Regions from separate parts of the Sus scrofa genome. Here regions 1 and 2 are each linked to region 3. The links are chromatin contacts, called in public HiChIP or PLAC-seq maps. All regions are on one chromosome and are shown on one strand. The core of a region is the stretch at or near the end of the contact, and the rest is flanking DNA. Distances in the headings are between cores, read along the strand shown. Region 1 has its middle 110 kb from the start of NDUFV2. Region 2 has its middle 92 kb from the start of NDUFV2. Region 3 overlaps MTCL1 (microtubule cross-linking factor 1).

Region 1 (3,612 bases), core at 1,060-3,559, 150 kb before region 3:
CCCTTGCAACCCCAGGCTGTGGGATCTTTGTTCCACAACCGATTTCACTCCTGGGTAAGGTCGAGGAAAACAAGCTAATCCACCTACCATTTCCTTGGCAGCCAGGGGGAGGCGGGGGCATGGGGGAAGGCTTGGAAGGAGAGAAACAAGGCGGCAGGGGGTGGGGGCGCAGGAACCACACAAGTTTGGAAAGTTGCTTCTCAACCAGTTTACCGATTTCAGTTTGCTATTTTAGGTGCTAAATCAATGTGTTATATTCTTGGTTTTGAACAAGTTCGTTCTCTGGAAACGCCTCTTTCCCTTTTTATTCCCGTTTCCTTTTAAAGACACAGCGCTTTTGCAGACAGCATCTGCTTTATAACGTGGTCCCCATGCTCCCTTCCCTGCACCTGGCTGACTCCTGTCACCCTGTGGGCCTCGGCTCAGATGTCATCCCCTGAGCGCGTCCCGTTAGGTCCCCATCTGCGGTGCCTTTGAAATCTGTCCGCTTGGCACAGCAGAACCTCACCTCTCAGAACCGCTTTTCCTGTGTGTCTCTGGCAGACCAGTTCTTCTGGCTCTGGTCCTTCTGACTCAGGAGGTGAGGCGGGTAGGGGTGGAGCATAGGCCCCACAGCTGCCGCTCCCCTGGGGCTGGCACCCACCGCTCTGCCTCCCTGGACCCTCCTCCAGCTCCTCCCCCTCCCCCTGCCCAGCTGTGGGTTTGGTCCTTGACAAAGGCCTGGCTTGGGCCCATCACCCAACAAGAGGGCTTCCTCTCTCCCCTGCTTTCTTTCCATGGTCTTTCCTTCCCTGAGTGTCTGCCCTGTGGGCCTCAGCGTCAGCCTCGGACGAGCAGGTGCGGCTCCTTAGGCAGCTCCCAAAAGTGCTTGAGGCCCGTCCGACCAACAAAGCTATCATCCATACTTCTGTCTAGCTGTTGTCTATTTATCTACCTACCTATCCATTTATCTAATATCTATATATCTTTATCTATCACATATCTATCTATCTTATCTACCTACCTACCTAGCTATCATCTATATCTATTTATCTACCTATTCTATCCATCTGTCATCTATTTATTATCTATCATCTATCTACCTACCTAGCTGTCACTTCATCTATCATCTATTTATCATCCATCTATCATCCATATATCCATTTTCTGTCATCTGTCTATCAATCATTATTCATCTGTCTGTCTGTCCGTCTGTCCATCCATCTAACTAGCTATCCATCTATATATGTACCTCCCTGCCTATCCTAGCTCAGACTGCTCTAACAAATCCCACAGACCTTTCTTTCCCACAGTCTGGGGCTGGGAAGTCCAAGACCAAGGCTCGGCCAGACCCAGTGTCTGGCAGGGGTCTTCTCCCTCCCTGATGGCCATCTTCTCACTGGTCCTCACATGGTGGGAGGGGTGATGTGTCTCCTTAAGAAGGACACTAATCCCATTCCAGAGGGCTCACCATCTAACCCCCTCCCTAAGGCCCCACCTCCTAATACATCATGGTGGGGTTGGGTTTCAATGTTTGAGTTTGGGGAGGATGCAAACCTTCAGCCCATGGCACCACCTGCCTCTCCATCTCCTGGGGATTCTGCTGCTCTGAGCCCCGAGGAGCCATCCTACCTGCTCCCTGAGCTATTCAGACTCGCTGTCACCCTGGGCTGTAGCCCCCTGTAATCCCCTGTGTTTTCCTGCTATTCAGGCTTCCCTTAGTATGACATCTGTGTCCCCATCTGAGGGCAGGCACTTAAGTGTGGCTACTTCTCAGCTGTGTTTCTGGGTGAACACAGTCTCTGGCATTTAGTAGGGGCTCAAGGAACACAGAGTGAGTTTTATTTCTGTCACATCTTTTCCCTTGTTCAGCAGGAATGTGTCCTTCTGTTAGGAGCTGGGAAACAGGTCCACCTCTGGTGCATAGAGGGCAGGAAAGCTTGACATGCAGCACCTGTGGGAAGAACCAAGCATCTGGTTCTGCAATCTTTGGGCAAATAAATTGAGAAATCTTGTGTATAAATCATCCCCATGCTTTTCTCTTTGGGCAAGTATGTGTCCACATGCACACCAGCTCCCCCACTGCATCCTTCCTGTTTCTTACATGTGTTTGTAAGTGTGTGATGAGGGTAAATCCTGCCAGGGCAGCCAAGGCTGGGAGCCTCGGCCACAGAAGGCTGATTTCCCTTGTTGTGAGGCCTGAGTCAGGTTATTTCAGCTCTTAATTTCCCCTTCTGCTAAACCGGTAAAACCAGTCAATTTCTCAAGGGGCTGAGACAGCCTGCTTCCACCAGTTTATATTTATTTCTTCAGTCTGGCATCTCCCCCCGCCAGCTTTGCTCATCTCATGACCACGTGGCAGAATAGCATAATGTGGGGGAGATGCTTTTGTTCTTGATAAAAGAGGATGCTTAAGGGCAAAGTCTAAAGTCCTGCCCTTGTAAGGTTTTCTTTTGGTGTGAAATATACATACCCTACAGTTTACCCTTTTAATCACTTGTGAGTGCTCAGCACAGTGTCACTAAGGTCATTCACAATGTTGTGCAACCATCCTCATCTCCATCTTGACAACATTTCACCCTCCCAAACTGAAAGTACCCATCGATTGGTGACCCCAACACTCCTCCCTCTCACCGCCCCTGGAAACCACCATCCTACTTTCTGTCTCTAGAAATTTGACTGTCTGGACACTTCATAGAAGTGGAATAAGGGAGTTCCTGTCATGGCTCAGCCGAAACAAATCTGACTAGTATCCATGAGGACGCAGGTTCGATCTCTGGCCTCGTTCAGTGGGTTAAGGATCTGGAGTTGCCATGATCAGGTTGCAGACACGGCTCGGATCAGGCATTGCTGTGGCTGTGCTGTAGGCCAGTGGCTCTGATTCGACCCATAGCCTGGGAACCTCCATATACTGCAAGGGCAGCCCTAAAAAGATAAAAGCCAAAAAAAAAAAAAAAATGGGATCATATAACATATATACATAACTTTTTTTTTTGACCACAGCATGCGGTGACTTGATGTAGGATCTCAGTTCCCAGACCAGGGATTGGACCCAGGCCGCAGTGGTGAAAGCATTGCGTCCTAAGCCCTAGACCACCAGGGAGCTCCCCGGAATGATGCAGTATTTGTTGTTTTGTGACTAACTTATGTCACTGATCATAATGGCCTCGAGGTTCTTCCATGTTGTAGCCGGTATCAGCATGTCCTTCATTTTTAAAGGCTGAATGATATTCCATTGTACGGGTGGACCACATTTATTTAGCCATTCATCCTTTGGTGCACACTGGGTTGTTTCTGCTTTTTGGCTATTGTGAACAATCCTACTATGAACTGTGTGGACTCTGTTTGAGCCCCTGCTTTCAATCCTTTTAGGTCTCTACCTAGATGTGGACTTGCTGGATCACTTGGTAATGCTATGTTTAATTTTTGGAGGCACTGCCATACTGTTTTCTCAACTCCTACTTGTTTCCTCTGCCAGCTCAGAGTCTGGACCAACAAGGTGGGATGGTAGGAGTTGTTAGGTTACGTTAGCACTGGCTGTGTCTGCAAGCCAGGAAGAGGGTCCTCACCAGACACCAGGCCCGCTGGCCTCCAACTTGGCCTTCTCAGCTTCCAGAACTGCAAGAGGCAAAT
Region 2 (3,673 bases), core at 748-3,247, 170 kb before region 3:
TTGTTCCCACAGTTTATACATGGTTCCTTTTCAAAAACATGTGTTCTTTTCCCATGTTACCCTATACTTGACTATGGTTTCTATATCTTCTTTTCCCTCTAAATATTTTAAACAAACTTGGTTAATAAGCCTTTCCAGCTTAGTCCATTACCTTCAGTTTGAAGAGTGCAGTCTCCTGTTGGCTGTTCCTTGTGATTCTCTTCCTTGGTGGGGTCTGTACATTTTTCCTGTGAGTGTACCTTCAGTGAAGGTGCTCAGGGCGTCGTGTATCCAGGGGCACTGTGGTTTGCTTGGGCTGCTGTGGAAAGTATCACAGCCTGGGACTCAAATACAGGTGTTTCCTCAAGTGAGTAAGTGTGGAGGCTGGAGGCCCAGGCTCGAGGTGTGGGCGGGGCTACTCCTCCTGAGGCCTCTCTCGTTGGCTCGCACACAGCCACCTTCTCCCTGTGTCCATGTGGCCTTTCCTCTGTGTACACCCTTGGGGTCCCTTCCTCTTCGTACAAGGACACCAGTCCCATAGGTTCGGGGACCCACCCCATGACCTCATGTAACCTTAATTACATCCTTACAGGCTCAGTCTCCAACTACAGTCATGTTGGGGGGCCAGAGCTTCAATATATGAATGATGGGAGCACATAATTCGTTTTTGTTTGTTCGTTTTTTGTCTTTTCGTCTCTTCTTAGGGCCACACCCGCGGCATGTGGAGGTTCTCAGGCTGCCAGCCTACACCATAGCTCATGGCAACACCAGATCCTTAACCCACTGAGCAAGGCCAGGGATCAAACCCGCAACCTCATGGTTCCTAGATGGATTCATTTCTGCTGCACCATGACGGCAACTCCATAATTCATTTTATAACAAGAATCAGGGAATTTTTTTTTTTTTCTTCTTGGGGCCGCAACTGAGGTATATGGAAATTCCTGGGCCAGGGGTTGAATCAGAGATGCAGCTGCAGGCCTACACCACAGGCATATCAACGCCTGATCCAAGATGTGACCTATGCCACAGCTTGCAGCAACACTGTATCCTTAACCCACTGAGTGAAGCCAGGGATCAAACCCACATCCTCACAGACACTATGTTGAGCCCTTAACCCACCAAGCCACAGTGGGAACTCCAAGAAATGTCTTTATAGGACAGTTTTCCATGGACCTCTGCTATATTACTGGTGGTTCCAAACACCCAGATCAGAAGAATCTTTCTATTAATTTCTTAGCTTGGGGGTTTTCTCACCAAATCCAAATTGTAAATTCAGACCTCACGCCTCCACTTTGGCATGCTCTGGGAGGCTCTTTTTATCTAGGAACCAGAGTGGACGGCAATCATCCTGTTTCTTCCTCAGGAAAATAGCGAGAGATTTTCTACTCCTAAGTTTATGAAAGGGATGTGCTTTTGAGATTCCTGACAGTATAGAAGTTTTTTTCGTTTGTCTGTTTTTGCTTTTTAGGGCCGCACCCAGCTTAGGGGTCCAATCAGAGCTGTAGCTGCTGGCCTATACCACAGCTCACAGCAATACCCACTTAACATCTGGTTAAGGTTTGGATCCTTAACCCGCTGAGCAAGGTCAGGGATCGAACCTGCATCCTCATGGATACTAGTCATGTTTGCTAACTGCTGAGCCACGACAGGAAATCCCCTCAGTGTGTGTGTTAAAATCTCAGCTCCTAGGGGTAAGATGTTTATGTGAGTCTGATGTCCCCAGGCCACCTGCTTCTGCTCTTAATTGCCACTCTGGCTACAGGTTCCTTTCCTAAGTTAAGTAAGCTGGGTTCTGCTCTTACCTCTGTTTTAGGGGGATATATGTGTTTAGAGAGAGATGGTGGCGAAGGGCAATGAGACCCTTCTATGTCCGCTCAGTCCATGATATTGGCTGAAAATCATAGTTCGAGAAAGCCTGTCGGCTTTCACTGACCACCCCCCCCCACCCCCGACTATGGCCAGTGAAAATTCTTCAGTTTCAAAGCTCTGGTTTTCTGCTGTACATTGTGCCACTTCCCTATTTCATAAATGAGAGACGCCTTTCACTCTTAGCTTGTAGAGTGGAGGTTGTTATGGATGAGTGGTCAAGTTCCTCATGCTGTAAGTTTACATTTTATCTGCTCCTCTCTTGAGAAGATTCATCTCCACCTGCCTTCCTTGGGGAAACAGTACCCCCCATCTCTCTTAAAACTACAAATTTGAATTCTCTTGTAGGGCAGCAGGTTAAGAACCCGCCTAGTATCCATGAAGATGTGGGTTCAATCCATGGCCTCGCTCACTAGGTTAAGGATCTGCTGTTGCCATGAGCAACAAAGCGTAGGCCACAGATGCAGCTCAGATCCACACTGCTGTGGCTGTGGTGGAGGCTGGCAGCTGCAGCTCCATATTGACCCCTAGCCAGAGAATTTCCATGTGCTGTGGGTGCAGCCCTAACAAAAAAGAAAAGAAAAAAAAAAACAAAAAACCCTACGAACTCAACAAAAATAATTGTCACCAGGGGAAAAGATTTTATTCACTCTATGGCCATTAAAACATGGTTGGTGTTTCTGTTTAAAAAAAAAGGATGAAAAATACATCAACGCCTGGATGTCTTTTCTGAGGTGACGTCATGACCTCATAGGTCACAAGACTCCTGAACTGTCTCAGTGATGCACAGCTGTGGTGGGGACGGCAACCAGCACATACCAGCACACCTTCTCTGGCTCACAGCTCCTTACTTTCCAGGCAGAGGCTCAGCGTGGACCCCAGGGAGCTCCGCCCTGACAGCCGTGATGAGCCGAAGATGATGGAGAAGCCATTCCCAGTGGGATTTGCGTAATAGATTATTTCACAGTAGAGGAAGTGATAACAATACCTACAAAAATGGGGGGGGGGGAGAGCCAAGAGGTAATGGATTTCTTGGCTCTATTTTCAGCAACACGGGTAGGACTTAAGTTTTTTGTTTTTTTTTTTTTTTTTTGTCTTTTTTGTCTTTTTGTCTTTTGTTGTTGTTGTTGTTGCTATTTCCTGGGCCGCTCCGGCGGCATATGGAGGTTCCCAGGCTAGGGGTTGAATCGGAGCTGTAGCCACCGGCCTACGCCAGAGCCACAGCAACGCAGGATCCGAGCCGCGTCTGCAACCTACACCACAGCTCACGGCAACGCCGGATCGTTAACCCACTGAGCAAGGGCAGGGACCGAACCCGCAACCTCATGGTTCCTAGTCGGATTCGTTAACCACTGTGCCACGACGGGAACTCCAGGACTTAAGTTTTAAGAAATTTGACTCTATGCAATTTAAGAGCCTGCTAATTTCAACATTTGGAGTCCTCTGTGTTTGTTCTGTCTAATCATTTCCTTCTGAAGAAAAAGAGATCAATTCCATCAGAGGAGAAATGGAAAAAGGTGACAATCCACATCTCCCCACCCCCTGCCACAAATGACTTAAGTTGGAAACTTTTCAAGAAACTAAGAAAGATTCTACTGCTTAAAGACTTCCCGTGACTTAAATGCATCCTTTTCTTCCAAATGAACAGTTATTGGACAAATAGAGCCTTAAAGACCCTCTGACATGACAGAAGTGCTGCAGCTGAGCTTAAAAATATGAACGTGGACTATGCTTGTTTGATTTCTGTGCACTTGGGTTATGTTCCTAGGTCAGAATCGAAGCATTGAACCAAATCTTTTGGCTTGTCCCCCACTGCACTGAACCTTTC
Region 3 (4,041 bases), core at 104-2,603:
GACAAGTACACACAGGAATCCCACACCTGGGAATGTCCCCTATGGATAAACACAGCAATGTTTGAAGATTTATGAATGAATCAAGAATGCTGATCACAGTACCTTTTATAACAGTAAGTGAATACTGCACAGGGTTATTAAAATGATGTTTCTGAAGAATACGTTAAGATTCAGGAAATGGAAAGGAAAGTGAAGGTGACAAACAGCATGCATTTTTTTTTTTTTTTTTTTGTCTTTTGTCTTTTTGTTGTTGTTGTTGTTGTTGCTATTTCTTCCCTTTTTTTTTTTTTGCCTTTCTCTAGGTCCGCTCCTGTGGCATATGGAGATTCCCAGCCTAGGGGTTGAATCGGAGCTGTAGCCACCGGCCTACGCCAGAGCCACAGCAACGTGGGATCCGAGCCGCGTCTGCAACCCACACCACAGCTCACGGCAACGCCGGATCGTTAACCCACTGAGCAAGGCCAGGGACCGAACCCGCAACCTCATGGTTCCTAGTCGGATTCGTTAACCACTGCGCCACGACGGGAACTCCACAGCATGCATTTTGTAATTTCAATTTATATCTAAAAAATTACCAGTATACATACGTATTACATGTGTATGTGAGAAAAGCAGGACTAGAGAAATGTGCATTAAAATGTTAATAGTGGGGAGTTCCCATCATAGCGCAGCAGAAATGAATCCAACGAGGAACCATGAGGTTGTGGGTTCCATCCCTGGCCTTGCTCAGTGGGTTGAGGATCTGGCGTTGCTGTGGCTGTGGTGTAGGCCGGCAACTGTAGCTCCGATTAGACCCCTACGCTGGAAACTTCCATGTGCCGCACTTGCGGCCCTAAAAAGCCAAAAAAAAAAAAAAAAGTTAATAGTGATCCTGTTCAGATGATGGAATTATGGGTGATTCTAATTTTCTTATCTGTGGCTTTTCCAAGTTTCTAAATTATCTATAGTGAATACAATTTCCTTTGCAATTAACACAAAAACAGGAAACTAAAATCTGTAAAGAGGTCAGAGACAAGAGGCTGTCACCGACACCCCATGCAGAATCACAGCGCACTTCACCGGAAGTTATCCACGCCAACTTCTGGGTCTCCTCCCACAAGGCGATGTTGTTTTTCTAGGTCTGGTCCTTGAAGGGTAACTGATCCAGATACCCTTGGTGAAGAAGACCAGGGAGCCCCCGAGGGTTCCCCACAGCACCACAGGTCCTCTGCACACACTCCCTCAGCATGGCGGGGCCCCTGCATACTCCCCCCCCTCCCCTGGCTGTACCTGCCAGCCACCCTGCGTACAGGGATATTTTACGAGCATCATGCCTGTTCACCCGTCTGATGACTCAGAGCCAGCGGACAGTCTCTTCCAAGAAACAGTAAGGAAAGGGGTCAATGTCAAGAACCCAGAAGGGGGACTGGCCTGTGACTCAAGCCCACTTCCTTTTCAAATCTGGCCAACTGCCAGCACATCAACTCTCAAGTCCTATTGAAAAGGAAAAGAATTCAGCTTGAATCCCAACTGAATCCACCTAAGGCTGACGCATTTGCTGAGTAATGAATGAATATGATTCAATACAATCTGAAGTTAGGCAATTATTTGGACTTTCACATCAATTCTTGATGTTTCTTAATTTAAATGAGCCAGTGTCCTCCAAGCAATTTCAGAGAAACTATCAAGCTCTCAATTGCTAAAAAGGTTCAGAGACAGACGTTGGGCTTAAAATTTAGATTGGGAATAAAAGGAGGCAAATGAAAATTAGGATGCTCTCACACTGTGAGTCCTGAGGGAAAGTGGGTACAGATGTAGGCAAAAGAGTTTCTGAATTCTTACAGATTCCTATTATTTAGAAAGTCATTTGGACTTTGGGGCTGACTGGTAGCACGCAGTTATACCATCAGAATGAGACAACGAAGGGGCCCAGGTCTCTGTCCGGTTAGCAGGATGATGTCGAGCTTCTCTGACCCACACTGTGGTTCTCTTTTCAGTGTGACCAGATGTGAAGAATGGGAATGATCAGCTTCTTCAGCCAGAAGCACCAGGTTATGGCGGGACGATGCCTCCCCTCCACTTACCCCTAAAGGTCTCCCAGGGAGACGGGTTCCCTCCATTCTGAAGTCAGCTGCACCACCAATACACTGCTGGGTCCAACGCACTTGGCCCCTGGGACTTGGTGGAAAACCCTCCACGGCCAAAAAGGGAAGGGCTCCTTTTTCCTGGGCCAGCCTGGAAAGACCACGATGACGTTAACGCCCATTTGGGAGTTCCCACTGTGGCTCAGACGGTTAAGAACCCTACATAGTGTCCATGAGGATGGAGGTGCGATCCCTGGCCTCATTCAGTGAGTTAAGGTTGCTGTGTTGCCGCAAGCTGCGACACAGCACGCAGAGGCAGCTCAGATTTGGTGTGGCTGTGACGTAGGCCTCAGCCGCAGCTCCAATTTGACCCCTAACCCAAGAGCTTCCATATACTACAGGTGTGGCCACAAGAACAAAGAAACAAAAAAACCCTGCCTTTGGTTGGACACTTCCTGGTCCAGGCACAGTGTTAAACCTTCATGACACATCTAACCTAACTTCTCCAGGGAGCCTGAGACAGAGGACATAGATGATATATTCTAATCACTGGGTAACAGACAAGAAAAGGGTCAGGTCATGCTTCAGGGTCCCCCAATCTTGGAGGTGGGGCACCAACGTGACCCTGATGCCAAGCCCTCACTCACAGTCACAGGCCTCTCAACCCAGAGCTGCCTGCCAAGCCCCGGCAGCCCCATCTCCCGAGTGGGGCTGGTTTTCTTTTTGTTTTTCTCGAGGTTTCTGAGCCCCAGGTTGCTGGGTTTTGTTTTATTTTGTTTTTTCAACCAAAGAGTCTTTCCTTTCTTTAGCCAAAGAGGACAAAGAACTGTCGCAGGAATGGTTGTGCACTGCCACACTCACGAGGTAGCTCACAGCAGTGAAAATGTTTGTGGGGGCTCTGATGCTTTCCGAAGGATCTGAGGCTGCAGACAGCAAAAGCCCTTATTTGGAAAAGACGAGAAAACTATTATCAGAGGACAAAATACCACAAAGAAAATGAGGAGGAGAGGAGGAAAGTTATATTGAGACACTTTGGCAGAAGAAAGGTACAGCCGTCAAAGTCAGGGCTGGGGGCAGAGAAAAAGCCCGGCCACATGGCAAATCGTCCAGGGCCACCAGGCCCTTCTGGGACGGACAGGGACCCCAGCACACCGAGCCTGGCAGATGCTGTTGTCTTCCGGGAAAAGAACACGATGATAAAAATGGCAGGTTGCTGCGTGTGCAAATTTGGGGACTGGGGCCCACACGTGCTTTGCAATAGGGGCTGGTGGATTCATTTTACACCTTGGAGACACGTGTCTTGAGACCTAGGAATCAGAAATTTGCTAGTTAAAACACGTCAGAGCACAGTTGTTACAAAATAAAGATGATTAAGTAAGACTGTGAAGTCTCATTAATGTGCAAAGAGAAAAATGAAAAATCCTAACCACTGCAAGAGCAAAGTGATGAATACGCCAAAAACAATGTGTCTATTCCTCAAACCGCAGGCATCCTCATTCTCAGTGTGCACATGTAGGCCCCCACTCACACACGGAGCACTACAGGAAATACTGAATTAGAGTCCACATTTCAGAAGCCTTTACTGACCTAGTGGGTGATCGATAATGCCCTTGGGCATACCCGAAGGTTGAAAAGCTATAGAAATGTATGCCATTTGCCTGTCAGAACTAAAGAGAAAGCAGGTCTTTAAAAAAATAATCCATTCCTGGAGTTCCCTAGTGGATCAGAGGGTTAAACATACAGCTTTGTCACTGCTACGGCACAGGTTTGATTCCTGGCCTGGGAACTTCTGCATGCTGCAGATGCAGCCAAAAAAAATTATTATTTTTTTAATTAAAAAAATAAAAAAATGGAGTTCCCCTTGTGGCTCAGTGGTAACGAACCCAACCAGTAACCATGAGGATGTGGGTTCGATTCCTGGCCTTGCTCAGTGGGTTAAGGATCTGGGGTTGCCATGAGCTGTGGAGTAGCTCACAGA

Evidence for each region. HiChIP or PLAC-seq counts read pairs in DNA pulled down with a chosen protein or histone mark.
Region 1: a contact with region 3 is called in an H3K27ac HiChIP or PLAC-seq map of alveolar macrophages. The contact joins two enhancer-like sites. A contact is called at or near these places in 2 of 2 datasets of contacts at active chromatin or transcription factors (alveolar macrophages and skeletal muscle).
Region 2: an H3K27ac HiChIP or PLAC-seq map of alveolar macrophages shows a contact between it and region 3. The contact joins two enhancer-like sites. A contact is called at or near these places in 2 of 2 datasets of contacts at active chromatin or transcription factors (alveolar macrophages and skeletal muscle).

The regions. Positions count from the first base shown.
Region 1 is chr6:98,962,357-98,965,968 of Sscrofa11.1, forward strand. No RefSeq gene overlaps it. Among named protein-coding and RNA genes, the nearest start is that of NDUFV2, 110 kb to the left of the region's middle. Within about 2 kb of position 2,310, at least 15 of the 83 cell types and tissues checked have an H3K27ac peak or open chromatin away from gene starts, as enhancers often do. A contact at or near this core is called in alveolar macrophages, where this site is marked.
Region 2 is chr6:98,942,879-98,946,551 of Sscrofa11.1, forward strand. No RefSeq gene overlaps it. Among named protein-coding and RNA genes, the nearest start is that of NDUFV2, 92 kb to the left of the region's middle. Within about 2 kb of position 1,998, at least 4 of the 83 cell types and tissues checked have an H3K27ac peak or open chromatin away from gene starts, as enhancers often do. A contact at or near this core is called in alveolar macrophages, where this site is marked.
Region 3 is chr6:99,112,213-99,116,253 of Sscrofa11.1, forward strand. The region is part of intron 4 of MTCL1 (microtubule cross-linking factor 1); the gene reads right to left. Among named protein-coding and RNA genes, the nearest start is that of MTCL1, 64 kb to the right of the region's middle. Within about 2 kb of position 1,354, at least 9 of the 83 cell types and tissues checked have an H3K27ac peak or open chromatin away from gene starts, as enhancers often do. A contact at or near this core is called in alveolar macrophages, where this site is marked.